Regions from separate parts of the Cricetulus griseus genome. Here region 1 is linked to region 2. The links are chromatin contacts, called in public Hi-C maps. All regions are on one chromosome and are shown on one strand. Each heading gives the region's core, a stretch centred on a gene start, on an enhancer-like site or on the middle of the called end of the contact. The rest is flanking DNA. Distances are from core to core; before and after follow the strand shown.

What was found. A called contact is a pair of places that touch in the nucleus more often than the background predicts.
Region 1: a Hi-C map of the CHO-K1 cell line shows a contact between it and region 2, with 6 times the contacts expected there. The contact joins the promoter of Aasdhppt here to the promoter of Cwf19l2 in region 2. A contact is called at or near these places in 3 of 8 Hi-C or Micro-C datasets (the CHK-Q cell line, the CHO-K1 cell line and fibroblasts).

Annotation. Positions count from the first base shown.
Region 1 is chr4:119,119,555-119,122,752 of CriGri-PICRH-1.0, forward strand. Aasdhppt (L-aminoadipate-semialdehyde dehydrogenase-phosphopantetheinyl transferase) reads right to left here and starts at 1,545. Exons shown (of 6, transcript XM_027415211.1): 1 at 1,267-1,545; 2 at 707-932. The coding sequence starts at 1,506. Kbtbd3 (kelch repeat and BTB domain-containing protein 3) reads left to right here and starts at 1,680. Exons shown (of 4, transcript XM_035443425.1): 1 at 1,680-1,908.
Region 2 is chr4:118,075,934-118,079,166 of CriGri-PICRH-1.0, forward strand. It overlaps Cwf19l2 (CWF19-like protein 2), which reads left to right and starts at 1,891. Exons shown (of 18, transcript XM_027415213.1): 1 at 1,891-2,021. The coding sequence starts at 1,914.

The sequences.
Region 1 (3,198 bases), core at 295-2,794, 1.0 Mb after region 2:
CAAAGCTGGTTGTAAAATCTGCTCGTTTATTTCCAGGCAGACTGTCTCTAGTTGTGCTGCCTTCCTTCAAGTGTTAATCGCCTCTCCACTAACTTCTACTTACAAGAAAAGCTCATGTGAAGATTCCCCAGAGCTACAAGCCCATGTGGACTATTCTTCACTATTACCTATATTATTATATTATATAGTACATTATTACATCACATATTGTTACATTATTATGGAATAAGCCTTCTATAATACCAGGTTATGTCTTTGGAGCTGTGTTTCAGTAAGGTCTGTTACCTTCAAATTTCTTGTTGAAATTTAGTTGCCAATACCACAGTATTGTAAAGCATTGGGTGCACCCCCTTCATGAATAAGTTGACTTTTATCGCAGTCCCCAAGTATTTCCCTGAACACAGAACTATGAGCCTAAATAAACTCTTTTCTTCACAAATTAGCTTCAGTACTCTGCAACAGCAAGAAAAAAGAAAAAATACCAAGGCAAATTTATGTGCATACCTACAGAGAAAATGTAGCTGAAGGAGGTTAAAATGGCACAGTTCCTTTATCTGTGGATTTGGGTTAATGTTAAAGGAAATCCATTTTCTTTCAGTTAGATGCAAGGGTCTGTGTTTATAAGTCTCCCGGTTTACAACCACCTATTAGTTAAGATCTGAGACACAACACACTTAACCACTGCGTCATAATAATGAACCATTACCTGGAAAACTAGTCTTCATTATATCAATACCAACTTGCAGCTCAGGTTCTGCAGCAAGAACTGCATAGTCCCCTTGATGTGAGATGTTGAAGTTGAAATTGGGATAGGGATTCAACGAGTCTTTGGCAAGAACCGGCTTTCCTTTTGAAGTTCTTTGCAGACGAATGTTATTCCAAGGGATATTTAATTTCTCTGCAACTAACTTCCTTATCATCAGACGACCAGCCTGTTAAAACACATAAAACATACAGTATGTATATACTGTGGTCCACCATCCGCATAAAGGCATTGCTTACAAAGTGTATTTGGTAATTTATAAGCTTTTCACTTCTGAAGCATATTCATTGCTAAACAAACGATTACTACACAGGCCCTGCCTCCAGTTTCAGGTGAAGGGGCCTCCAGAGGCTACCTCACAGGGAAGGCTTGCTTGGGAGATCCCGAGCCTCAGGGGAAAGGTAGGCGGGAGAGGGTCGCGCACGGTGAAGCCCTGCTGGCCACGGCACGAGCGCGGGGCTGCGCCGCCCTGCCCGCCCCCCAAGCCCACAGGCCGCGAGTACCAGGGCCGCCTTGGCGTCGCGGGCAAACACGAACTGGCCGATGCGTTCCTTCTCCTCGGGCTGGATCGACCGCAGCGCCAGCAGCCATTCGGTTCGACTGGGCAGCCAGGTGCCGCAGGAGAAGGCCCAGCGAACGCCCTCCATGGTCGGCACGATGCACAGCCTCTTGGCCGGGAGCACCATGCGCCTCCCAGGGCCCGCCGCGCCGCAGGCCTGACGGCGGGACGCAGGCGCTGCCATGCCCCCTTCACCCTCGAGTCTGCGCAAGGCAACTGCTCTCCACCCCCTTTCGCGCGTCAGCACCAAGAAGTTGGGCGTCCAGGCGTGCGCAGACCAGGCTCCACCCCATTCTCAGTGTGCGTCGGCCTGGGGGCGTGGCCTCGTGCTGCTCATCCTGAAGAGGGCCGGGCTGCTGGGGGAGCGGGGTGGGAAGGAGGTGGAGAGAGGCTGCTGGGAGCTCCGCGGCTTCGCGTGACGGCTTGTGAGCCAGGCTCCGCAGCCTCGAAGGGCGGGACCAAGGCCTCTCAGCACCGTTCGGCCACTCACGGCGCAGGAAGTGCTGACGGGACAGTCGCACGAGCCAACCGCAGCCGGAGCTCTGCAGGCCAACCTGGGCGGAGACTTCGCGCAGGGGCCTTGCAGGTGGGTGAGCCGCGGGGTCTGCGGGGAAGGGGGCAGTGGAGCCTTCTTCCCGGGCCAGGGGGTCTGCGAGCCTCAGCTTCGCTGCAGCCCAGGGATGCTCCAGAGAGGGAGGCTCCGCAGGAAGGAGCCTGGGAGTTGTGTATTGCGGCGGCTGGAGGTGACCCTCCCCGTACCTCCCACGCCCTTCTACGTTGAGCCGAGCCCCCAAGGGTTCAAGGCACGACTCCCGCGCGCACCTTCAAGGCCCCATGCAGGTTTCAGACTGGTGTGCAAAGGCACACCAGTGCATTTCTGTTTCCTAGGTTGCTGTTGTAGACGGATGTTAGCGGCTTTTCTGTGAACATGCAAAGTCGTGGGCGAGTTAGAGTCCAGGGCAGAGTTGGTCTCTGCGGTTGAATATGGATTCCGCATTATATAGGTGTCATGCTGAATCAGCCTGTCCCCTTCCTAAGGCTGCCTGGAAGGATCTGCAAAGGCCAGCAGTAATCTAATCTCCACAACTACTGCTGGCTTTAGTCTTACCCTTAAGCGTTACAATTAACATTTCTGTGACATGACAGGCCCCCTCGAGTTTTCCTCAGGTGCTTGGGGTTTTTGAGTGTGTGCTTACACACAGACATTGCGATCTTGGTGTAACATCTTGCCTCTTCAAAGCGTGATTGAGGTACTATTTAAGATCTGAAGAACGTTCACAATGTGACAGGGTATCTACAGCACACAGAAAAAGCTACAGTAAACAGTGTGAGGATGAGTAAAGTGAGCAAGTACTAATGCCTATATCAGCAAATATAATTGTTATGCCAAGTTCGTGAGATCACAAAAAGACCACCAAGGAGCCAACTCACTGATGCAAACCCACAAGGTTTAATGTTAATCTACAAGCCTCGGCAAGGACCCTGTCCAGCAAACTGGCACAGCACCTGCAGGAAAAGGGTGTCTGGCCTCAATTGTAAGGGGTTTTTAAAGGAAAAAAATTGCAAGCAGCATGGTACGTGCCTTGACTGTTCAGGATTGGGTAAGAGTAGGTGACCTTTGGATTCATTGATGTAGGCTCTAAGGGAATTTCAAAATTATTACTAATGGTTGCCCACAAGGACAGTTATGACAAGATGTTATTTACCAAAATTAGTCATTGCCTGACAACCCGGATGGGCTCACTTTGACCTGGATGGGCACAGTTTGGGTGCCCCTTGGAACTGTTTATAGTTCCTTGGCTGGAGCTGAATCAGCCTTGTGCCACACAGGGAATGTCTCAACCGTGGCTTCCAATTTACCTTGCTCCTACAATAA
Region 2 (3,233 bases), core at 641-3,140:
GTCAAGACAACTTCAAGTAGAGATAGAGAGCTATAATAGCATTAAATCATGATGTGAAAATATGTGGGGAGTAGTGTGTAGATGGGAACATTAGATTTTATGATCAGTGAAAGGGATATTTGTTTTACCTGGGATATGAAGACATACAAAAGCCTTATGTGGTAATGAAAGATGGAATGGGGCCCTTGTGACTGAGGCCCAGCACTGGAAGTAAGGGAGGGGATGGAGAAAGGGGAAGAGTAAGAGAGGGAGGGAAGTTCACACAGAAGAGGCCATGAAAGCACAGCTACAGGGTGGCTAATATGCATGGCTCGTCTCTAGGACTGACAAGAAGGCCAGATTTCAACATATCTGAGCCTAGCCTGTCTCAATAAGGACATCTCAAGGCCTAATATGTGTCTCTTTGTATGCAGTTGGAGCAGGGCAAACCCTGTGGGATGAATGGAGATACAGGCAGCTCTACCTTAGTTGTAACAATATCAGCCTGGTCATCATGCTGGGATATGGAACAGGGAAGGTCAGGAGGGAAATTATCAAAATCTAGTTTTTAGTTTCCTGACATTTTCATTTCTTCTGCAATACAAAGGCTCGTGAGTATTGCTTCTTAACAGCAAAATGAACTTTCACAGCAGTTCTGACTAACAGAGAAGCCAGGTTACTGAAAACCAGCAGACCAGCTGCAGTATATTTCATGGTGTGCTCCTATGGGTGCCTTTGGTATTAGGTGAGCAGGTGCAGCAGCCCTTCCAATCAGCTCTGTATTGGCTGGTTACTCTCAGTGGGTACATCTGTGCAGGTTGCAGCCTTCTAAATGTAATGAATCAAATCAACAATAGCACTTGGTGGGGGGCATAGGGGTGTAACCGTTGAAGTTTGGCATTTTAAATTCTGCTGAGTTGCCAGAGGTAAAAAGAAAGAGAAATGGCTTATCTCAATTTTCCTATTACCATCCTTGTGAACGAATCATATGTAGCACAGATAAGAACTAGTATTTTGATACAGAGACTTATTTAAGCAAGATGCAGTAAACATAAGGTCCCTGCTTTTTTATTTTGGGGGAGGGGGTTAGAGACAGGGTTTCTCTGTGGCTTTGGAGGCTGTCTTGGAACTAGCTCTATAGCCCAGGCTGGCCTTGAACTCACAGAGATCCGCCTGCCTCGGCCTCCCGTGTTGGCATTAAAGGCCTGTGCCACCAACACCCAGCTTTCTTCATGAGAGAGAATCTTACACTCAATGCATCTCACACCCAATGATGAGAACTCTTCCTGCACTCAGGCTTGTGCAACACTCTCAACCTCTACAGGGTGTGTGAATGTGTGTGTGAGTGTTTTGTTTGCCTTTATCTAAGTACACCAAGGAGGTGAAGTGCCTGTGGAAGCCAGAAGAGGGCGGTGGGTCCCCTGGAAATAGAGCTACAGATGGTTGTGAACCTCCACAAGGCTTTTGGATCTGAACTTAGGTCCTTTGCAAGAGCAAACCACTCACCCATCTCTCCAACTCCGTTTCCAATATATTTAAAAACACCCACCAACAAAAAAAAAATAGTGAATCTTAGAGCAATTTTTTTTTTCCCTTTCCCCCCACGTTCTCCTGACTTTCTGATTAGCGTCCCTTTAGCCTGGTGCACCATCACAGGAAATCAGGCAAGAACGCAGATATCTGGATAGTAAGAGTCTTGATAAGACAGGAGCTAGCACAGTGCAAGGTACATCATTGCGCATGCTGATTATTAACTCAGCGAACCCCGCACACCTAAAACGCCCGCCGCGGGGCGGACTTCCAACGTTCCACCAAACCTTTAGCTCTGCCGCCTTTCAATCTGCGCCTGCTCCGTTGGCATAGTAACAGGCCAGGATTTGGTTCCTGCTTTGCGACAGTCGTAAACTGAGGTTTCCGGACGGCTTCCTCGCTTTATGACAGCTACAACTATGGCGGCGTTGGGTGGAAGATTTGAAAGTGCTAGGAGTATCGAAGAGCGAAAAGAACGGACCCGCATTGCCAGGGCCGAAGTGTTACGCCAGGTATCTCCGCTTTGGAGTGTTTTCTTTCCTCCTTTTAAGACCAGGGCTCACACTGAGCGCTTCCTGCACTTCAGGCCAGCACTCTCCCAGAGAATCCGTCTTTCGTTCCTGAAATGCTGTCGTTTTTTCTCTTAGACAGATCTCGGAAAGTTACTTAGAATTGCAGGACTTGACACTTCCGGGAGGTAGTCCACCTACTCCTCTCCTCACGTCGGTATTTCTCCATGTCAGGCTGTCAGCTGTTTTCCCAAAGCAGTGTCTCCTAAATTCTCTGCCCGCTCGCTTTGCTCATTCCCTTTGCAGAGAGATGTGATTGGGTTCCTTAGCTTTTAGTCATCTATTCTTGACATTTCTGCCGCCTGGATCGCTAGGTTTCTTTTTCTTTTTTTTTGCCCAGTTTAAAAAACATTGAGCAATACATCCCCCACTCTCCTTCCCTCTCCCCTCCCCTTCCACTCTCCCTCCTGCCCCTACTCTTCCTATTTACTTAGGAGATCTTGTCTAGTTCCTTTTCCTAGGGTCCTCTAGGTTCTCAGGGGTTGTGGCCTGTAGGCTGGTTGTCCTTTGCTTTAAGTCTAATATCCAATCATGAGTGAGTACATATTTGTCTTTCTGGGTCTGGGTTACCTCACTCAGGATTTTTTTTTTTTTTCTGGTTCCATCCATTTGCCTTCGAATTTCAAGATGTCCTTTCTTTCTTTCTTTCTTTCTTTCTTTCTTTCTTTCTTTCTTTTTTTGGTTTAATCACTGAGTAGTACTCCAATGTCTAAATGTACCACATTTTCCTTGTCCATTCTTCGATTGAGGGGCATCCAGGTTGACTCCAAGTCCTGGCTATTACAAGTAATGCTGCCATGAACATTACTGAGCAAATGTCCTTGTGCTTTGAGTGTGGATTGCTCAGTTTCTATGTACTGTACCACATTTGAAGACACCAGTTGTCTTGCAGACCGAGTCATTTCTTCGGCCTATTGGAAGTGGGAAACATTTGAGTACAGTGGGCATTCCTCCACTGTCTGTCTGTCTTTCACTGGGCATTTAAAATGGTTTATTACGGTTTTTCATGACAGTGAGACACAACACCAGACAGACTGATTGAAACACTGTTTAACATAAGAGACTCAGAATGTGTGTCTCCCCCAAAAGTTTGGTAAACAGAATTCTCATTAATATTGAAATATATGGAATTTATAAAAAATGGAAAAAGTAAAT